Regions from separate parts of the Hordeum vulgare genome. Here region 1 is linked to region 2. Evidence: chromatin contacts called from public Hi-C data. All regions are on one chromosome and are shown on one strand. The core of a region is the stretch at or near the end of the contact, and the rest is flanking DNA. Distances in the headings are between cores, read along the strand shown. Region 1 holds the start of LOC123398711 (transcription factor RHD6-like). Region 2 holds the start of LOC123398047 (aspartic proteinase Asp1-like).

Region 1 (4,110 bases), core at 36-2,535, 300 kb before region 2:
CATGCTCCCCTGCCCAAAGGTGGTCTTCTCATGCAAAGTGGCTGCCCGCGCTGCAGGGACGGGTCCGGGGATGGCGTCTGTCCTGCTGGTGGGCAGCGACGGCCTTGTTGCACCACAAGGGAAACCTTTGAAAGATGCCTTTGTAACCCTGGTATGTCCTTGCCCCCCTTTGCACTAAAGGGGAAACTGCTCTGCTCCGCTGTCTGCTGCTCGCATGTCCTTCCCTTGCGTCATCCTTGACTCATGAGGTCGGGCCTCGCCTCCGAATATTCGCTGCTTCGGAGGGGTCCTCAAGAGGCCCCTGCGGGTCTTGATGCCATTCCTCCTCGTGAGGCTTGGCCCCTCACGACGGCCTTGCCTTGAGTGGTGCCAAGCCCGTTGGTTTGCTTGATGAAGTGGGTCGGTCCTGTGCCACTTGCAGGGAGGTCTGGGTATCCCCATTCCCAGAACGCCGACAAAACTCACCAGCCGGCTCGGTGCCCTCCGACTCCGCCACCCTTTACACATCTTCGGAGGAAGAAGATTGAAGCTCCACCTCGTCCCCATCCTCGATTTGGACGGGGTCCGACACCTCCAGGTCGGCAGTCGGCTGCCAATAGACTTTCATAGGGCTCGAATAACTGAGGGTGTAGCCGGCATCCGGCATCAGATGTCGGATAGAAATCAAAGAAATACAAGAAACATACTCAATGAAGGAACATACCATTGGAGTCAGATTGCTTCGGTCGTAAGGGGCCATGCCCCCACTACAAGAAATATGCTCATACATGATGTTTTTTAAGACGTCGTTGATGAATTCGTCATAAATCTATGACGATTTCATCCGAGATTGTCGTAACCCGTTTGAGGGGATCAAATCTACATATAAATTACGACGATGTTAGTCAAAAACGTCGTAACTGCATAAGATGAGACCGTCATAACTTCTACGACGATTATAAAAATGTCTTAACATGTTCTAACTATGTTGACATGTCACTCGTGGATCCATTCTATCCCACCTCAACCTAGTTTGTGAACCCGGTTCCATGTGATTCGATAGAAAACCATTTGAATGACTGAAAATAGCTAGAAATATCACAAGTGCATACACGTTGGTGATCATCCATAAGACATGGCCTAACGTTAGTAAAATTTTTAATGTTGTTATTTTGTAAATTATTTTTGGTAGCTGCTTCACAAAATTTCTTGTGTTTATAGCACTAAAAACCATTTTCAATGACACATATTTTGAACCAATCACGAGGTAGAAAGCACCCTCCCACCGATCACCACATTGTAGCCGATCTAGGCCTTCCACACCCTACGGATCCAATGTCTCTCGTTTGACCTAATCTAAAGAAAACCACTAGCCCCCTTCTCCCACCGCGAGCCCTCTCTCTGTCCCCCTCCCACGACTCCTCTGCCGCCGTCACCTATGTCGCTCGATTCCGGCGAGTTGATGCGGCTCTCGCCGTTGCGCAGCACACCTCCGTGGTCCCCTCGCGCCACTCTCTCCTCCCCTCCCGTCAGATCCATCTCTCGCGCCAGCAACCCTCACCCGTGGTGGACCTCGTTGTCAGATCGCTGGATCCGATGGACGTCAGCTCCAACACGACCACGACCACGAGCAGCGGCGGAGGGAAGGACGGGGACAAGGGCAAGGGCGCCTCGGTCTCCTTCACGGAGGGCGAGAAGGTGCTCGCCTACCACGGGCCCCTCCTCTACGAGGCCAAGGTTCCACTCCCCTTCCCCGCTTTCCCCCTGCCCCCTCCATCCCGATTCGCTCTAGGGTTCTCCGCCGGGTCGGTCCCCGGAGGCCCCCGCTTCTCCGTTCCGTCCTTCTCGGTCGCCGCTAGGGTTTGGTTCGGCGCCGCCCTTTTGATCAGTTTGTTGTTCCCAGATTCCTCCGGGACGCGACGCACATGAACATAGCGGCTAAGCTTAGGTGATTATTCCTTTGAAACTGTTGGCTGTGATGGTTATCCGATTTCTCCTGTCCACTAGGAAGACCATAGTTTCCATGCACCTTTTGCAACAGCATCAGCTTCCGTTCAATCGTGGAAAGCTTGATCCCTTTTTCACAGGGGGGACAAGGCGTATCTCCATCAACCCCTCAAATTCCCTATGTCGTTTGACAAATTCCACCTCGGCAAGCTGTGCCGCAACAACGGCCTGCCTGCTCGTGTGGCCGTGCCGACACTTCGTCGGTCACCCCCCCGAGTGGAACCTGGGCCCGTGTACATTGGAAGGCACATGCACACTGTCTGATTGCTCCTTGAAAAGTTGAAGCTGCTCGATTCCAATTTTCAAGTTGGAGACTGGGTTTTGTCATGGACCTGGATACAGTAGCATCAACTAGGCTGGACCAGATAGAGCTCAAGAACAGGATTACAGTTTTACTGTAGAGTAGTGGTGGTGGTTAGATAGAAGCAGAGGGGAGACAGGTTCAGAGTCTATAAATCCAACACCCACGCGACGACGCTGGCACCACAACACATTGAGGAAACCAGCGCTGCTTGCTCGAACGCCATCGCCTGCTAACATGTCCGCTCGGGCGTGCTTATCCTCGCTCGACGTCGAGAAAACCTCCTCTGCTTGTGTGTCTGTTTTCCTTCTGGTGATGGCGTAGCCTGATCAGCATTCTGATCCATGACAGGTTTGATTGGGGCAGGAGGATGTGTATGTAGTATGCTCTGTTTCTGTGCTATTATGAGCTGTAATTAACGATCGTCAAAGCGTTAAATGTTGATATTGTCTTTACTTTTTTTCTTGACTGGTAGATGGACCGGCAGAGGATATTTATTTTCACACAATCTTAATCTTTACTTGGAGTATATTTTCAACTTGGTATGAAAACATGATTGTTGTCTTGGCAGATGGAACGTCGGAGTCGTCTGCATCGTGAAAGCTCGGGCCGGCCACGGACCGGCGAGCGACCCCCAGAACTTGTATGCAAAGGTGATGTGAATGCATGTGCAGCCCTGCAGGTCAATTCAATGTGACCGTTTCAGTGGACTGGTTCAGACTTTTGTTTTGTGCAATGCAGAGAAGAAGGGAGAAGATCAACGACAAGCTTTGGGTTTTGCAGAAGCTGGTGCCCAACGGAACCAAAGTGAGTCCATCCTATTTTTCCTACTCTATGTATGAAGCAAACTCCTTTTCAAAAAAGAAAAATCTAGGAAGCAAACTGAGCTGCAGATTGAGCTAGTTATTGGCATTAGTACTTTCTGACTGCTGTGAAATTTCTTCATAGGTGGATCTCAGCACTATGCTCGAGGAGGCAGTCCTCTACCTTAAGTTTTTGCAGCTACAGATCAAGGTAAGCCCAAATGACATGGTTGCATTAGGCCTTTTATCCCCTAGGAACTCTGTGTGTGATCGTGATGTGTCTTACAAGAAATTTGGTTCATAATTTCATGGTGATGAACTCTGCAATAGTTTGTTGCTGCAATACCTAGTTTTCTGTAGATTGGGTCTTATTTAAAGTGAACATGATAATTCTACTGTGTTATTATATCCTTGCACGATCGTACTAATATTAGAATTATGCTGACTGAATAATATTTGGAGTAGAACATGAGTTACGATGTATTATTTGGTCCCTAAATTAATACAGAAGAAAGAAGGACTTGAATTTATGTTAGTACTCCTACCAAAGTTTGTATTCCTGTTTTTGTTATCGTCCTGGACCAGTCAGTGCCTGCTGAAGCTTACTGAATGTATCTCTTGTTCTGGACCAGTTTTGGTTCCGTAAAGCAAAAAAAAGTATAGAGCAGCACACACTTGTTCCTTAGTCGTCACCACTCACATTTTCTAAACAAACCTTAGGATATTGCAAGTGTCTAATATGCATCTCCTTTTTGCATCTTCATAACGCAATGTGCATTTCATATGTGAAATGCATCCCTGTTAGTTGTGCAAATACTGTTTACCTGAATAAGGCTAATCCCACTCCCTTTTGGCTATTTATTTTGCTCATGTACTGATTGATCATAAACTATATAATCTGATTCATATTTCTTCTACATATCTTATACCAAAATTAGTTGGATCATTAATTCTGTTTTCTACCTGGTTGTAGTTTTCGTTCATTCTGTTATCTACCTGATTCTAGTTTTCACATGAGTT
Region 2 (4,215 bases), core at 843-3,342:
ATGGATCCACTCCCAAGCCCAAGCACACCATCAGTGGGCGCCACCTCGGTGCTGCTCCCGACCTCCTGGTCATACCCACACCTGAAGGCAAGAAAATAAGCAGCAGTTCAAGTGACTCACCATGCAATGTTGTTTTACTACTTTACAAGTTCCAAGTGAGGTTAGCATACCCGAATGCAAGGCTGGGGCGGACAACGGAGGCATTCGCAAGGCGGACCGCAAAAGTGTCGTTGACGAGCACCCCAAGTGATGAACCCTGGTCGGCATACTTAACTTCATAGTCGCACTGCTGCTTGGGTGAGTCGCACTTGTGGTTTCTACTCAGCTCACCGTGCAGAGAGGCGCACAGCTGATCAACACAGGGTACCAACTTGTTCTTTGTTGGTCTGTAGAGCGGGTGTGGCACCTACACCCACCATTATTAACATGCAGAACATGGTAAGAATCCTTGACGAGGAAGGTGATACCAAATTTGGCTTTCACACATATGAAATCTCGAACAATAAAGGAATCAGACTTGAAGACGGTAATAAAATTGGCCAAATGCAAAGCTCTGAACCCATGCCAATAATAGACTTGACCACGGTAAACTAACATACTATACTGGTCCTGGGCCAGCAAAGTAAATGGGGCAATTAAACTTAAGCATGCATGAAATTGATGGATCATATTTGCACTGAATTCATTATATCCATGGATATGGATATGCATGTATAAAGAGAAAATCAAGCTGTAACTTTTGTACCGAAATATATGATGCCTTGAACAGCTGGAACAGGCAACAGTGACAAGACAAGGGCGTCTAGTCAAGAGGGTCCAATGGCAGGAAATTGGATTGGACAAACAAGGAAGGAGAGGGATTGTATTTCCGTTATGAAAGTAATGGAAAGGGAAGGAGCCCGGTTCGAAAAAAAGGAAGGAGAGGGAATGGTAGCCCTACCTTGGAGCAGCTGACGCAGGGGGCGTCGCACTGCAGCCAGGTGAGGTCGCTGCCGGTGTCGACGTCAAGGAAGTATGGTTTCGCCGGGTTGCCGATGCTCATGGCCACGTAGTAGAGCCTGCACAAGGAAGCGCCATCCAAGAAAATCGCCACGGCAACTTTGTGTCAGACTCGTTAATCGATAAAATAAAATTAGGTACACTGCTACATTCACCAACAAGGCAAAACAAAACAAAAAAGGATAAAAATGCTGGAATTGGCATAGTACAAAAATGGGCACAGAGATCTATGGGCGAGTAGGGCCAAAATCCACAATCAGTTGATTGATGGGTCGGGTCGGCATACCCGTGGGGGTAGACGTTGCCGTAGAGCTGGAAGACGGCGGAGGAGGCCTCCGGGTCGTCGTCCGCGTGGGCGGTCCTCGCCGGCCTGTCCGCGCGCGCCGGCAGCAGGACCGCCAGCAGCAGGAGCAGGAGGAGGCCGGCCGGCAGCGGGGCCCACCTGGAAGCCATGGTAGGAGCCGAGGCCTGAGAAGAGGATGGACTCGGACGGATTGAACGGTTTGGTTTGCCCCCGGCCCCCCACCCTCACAGCACAGCTCAGGGGAAGGGGAGGGAGGGAAGGATGGATGGGGATGGATGGCAAGAGCGAATGGGGTTTTATAGGGGATAGATAGGGAGAGAAGAAGAAGAAGAAGAAGAAGAAGCAGCGTGCGTGTGTATTGTATTGCGAATTTGCGATGGAAGCTTCTGTGGAAAAGTTTCCCTTTGGCTGCGGCAAGCAAGGAACAGAAAAGGCTTGCGCTCCGGTTTATTCTTGTTGCCTTTCTTTCCGGCGGCCTTTTCACTTCACCCCAAGTCAAGTCAAGTCAAGTCAAGTCAAGTAGGAGTATGCTGCCGAGCCTTCTTTCCCTTTTCTTTTGGTTGATTCGGTGGAGAAAGGTATTGCCTGGTTTATCAGCTTTGCATCATTTCTCTACTACCTAGGAGTATGTGGCAATGATGGATTGAGAGATGCTGCCGGAATTATAAGGAAAGAGGTGAACCTCCAGAGAGAGGGGATAGTTTTACCTATTATATAGGAAAAGGTATCTTTGGTCTTCCAACATCCTGCAACTCTTCGATTTTCCTTTAACCATAACTATAGTGTAACACGCAAAAAAAAAAAACATAACTATAGTGTGATTGGTCTTTCCTCTCAAGTCAAAACAGTACGAATCAGCAACCAAAAAAAAAAGGGTAAAGATGATTCACGGTTACACATGGGTAATTAGAGTTTAAACTTCAATGATCGCCTAGGTCCATCCAAGCCGTTGACTGCCTTCACACGATCTGGACCGTTGAATAACTGAATTTGAAGGTGTCCTTGCTAGGGTGTGCTTCTTCAGTTCAGACAACGGGGCAGGCTGGCCATGGGCTCGGTGACAGCTTCATGCTACTTTTCGAGCAAAGAGGCGGCACTTGAACTACTCCCTCCATTCCTAAGTATAAATCTTTTTAGATGTTTCATTAGAGGTCTACATACGGATGTATATAGAAATACTTTAGAGTGTAGATTCACTTTAGAGTGTAGATTCACTTATTTTATTCCGTATGTAGCTCCTTAGTGAAATTTATAAAAAGACTTATATATTTAGGAACGGAGGGAGTAGTACGTACTCCCTCCCTTCGCTTTTAAATACAACGTCCCGTTTGGACCGTTGAATAACTGAATTTGAAGGTGTCCTTGCTAGGGATGTGCTTCTTCAGTTCAGACAACAGGGCAGGCTGGCCATGGGCTCGGTGACAGTTTCATGCTTTTAAGGGCCTGTTTGGGACTGCTTCAATTCATCAAAATCAACTTCACTTCATCAAATTCACTTTAAAGCAGTTTCATACAGAAGCTATAGCACTATTAAGAGAATGTTTGGCTCCCATCTAGCTCCAGCTTCAAAAATAGAAAATCTGATGAAAAGAATCTATTTGATTGGTTGAGGGGAAAGAAATGAACGGGTATCCACTTACTTGTGGCAGTGGTGGGTAATTTCCCCCCAACTCCAGCTTCTAGAGTTTTTTGGAGCACCCTGTGAGGAGCTTCACAAAAACTTTTAAGTTCTACCCTAGATTCTAGTTTTTTTATGGAGCGGCATATCATGAAGCTACCCCGTTTGACTTGTCTTTTCTAAAGCAGAGCTGAATTTTAAGGAGTAGAGCAGTCCCAAACAGGCCCTAAATATAACGCCCCGTTTGGAATGGGTGTATATTTATACACTTGTATATAATTTACAGGTGTAAATTACCTGCCACGCATAATTTTCAGCTGCTAAAAAAACGGCATCTATATTTTATAGGGGTTTAGCTCTAAGAAACGACAATCCAATCAGTGTCTAAGACTTTTTTTTATTTTAATATAAACTACATGCAAAAGTATGTAAACGTACTTTAGTGTAGGTTTACTCATTTTACTTTTTATATACTCCCTTCGTTCCTAAATATAAGTCTTTTTAAAGATTTTACTAGGGGTCAATATACGGAACAAAATAAATGAATCTACACTCTAAAATATGTCTATATACATCCGTATGTAGTCTTTTAGTGAAACCTCTAAAAAGACTTATATTTAGAAACGGAGGGAGTAGTTTGTATTAGAATCTCTAAAAAGGATTATATGAAGTACGGAGGCACGATCATAGCAATCGGTGTTATTGTGTAATGAGCACAATCATAGTCATAATTCACAACGGGAATTGAAAGACAGCTGCTGAGAAAAGTGAGAGAAATTATCTCCGCAGACCCAGAAGCTCAAAAAATAGCTTAGACCCAGAAGCTGGTCGTTCCTGAGACATCTATCTATCGTTTTCCAGTCGTAGCTTTTTTGGCTGACATAATAAATGTTTACTTCTTCCGTCTGAAATTACTTGTCGTGAAAATGAATAGAAATAAATGTATCTAAAACTAAAATACATCTAGATACATCCATCTTTTCGACAAGTAGGACGGAGGAAGTATTTCACAAGACTCTAAACTACTCCCTCCATCTCACATTAATTGATGCTTAGGCAGATGTATCTAGCACTGTCTAAATACATCTGTTTGAGCGTCAACTAATATGGGACGGAGGGAGTATAAACCACAATTGCAGGTAAAGAATACAGGTGAATTCAATTTCCGTCACTCTGTAGCATCTCGTTGGGAACAATTACTTGCACCAGGGTGAAACTCTCACTTCTCTATAACACAATCTTACCTATCAAACATTCATCTTATGAGATAGCCGAGAGATTCCGGGACAAAGGG

What was found. Hi-C and Micro-C count contacts between places; a contact is called where the count stands out from the background.
Region 1: a contact with region 2 is called in a Hi-C map of leaf, with 3 times the contacts expected there. The contact joins the promoter of LOC123398711 here to the promoter of LOC123398047 in region 2. A contact is called at or near these places in 3 of 6 Hi-C or Micro-C datasets (leaf and seedling) and 1 of 1 datasets of contacts at active chromatin or transcription factors (embryo).

The regions. Positions count from the first base shown.
Region 1 is chr5H:242,101,202-242,105,311 of MorexV3_pseudomolecules_assembly, reverse strand. LOC123398711 (transcription factor RHD6-like) reads left to right here and starts at 1,285. Exons shown (of 7, transcript XR_006610240.1): 1 at 1,285-1,473; 2 at 1,563-1,716; 3 at 2,859-2,940; 4 at 3,029-3,094; 5 at 3,236-3,301.
Region 2 is chr5H:241,798,342-241,802,556 of MorexV3_pseudomolecules_assembly, reverse strand. It overlaps LOC123398047 (aspartic proteinase Asp1-like), which reads right to left and starts at 2,092. Exons shown (of 9, transcript XM_045092560.1): 1 at 1,286-2,092; 2 at 941-1,058; 3 at 171-406; 4 at 1-81. The coding sequence starts at 1,452. It overlaps LOC123451881 (SWI/SNF complex subunit SWI3C homolog), which reads right to left. Exons shown (of 9, transcript XM_045128428.1): 9 at 4,062-4,215.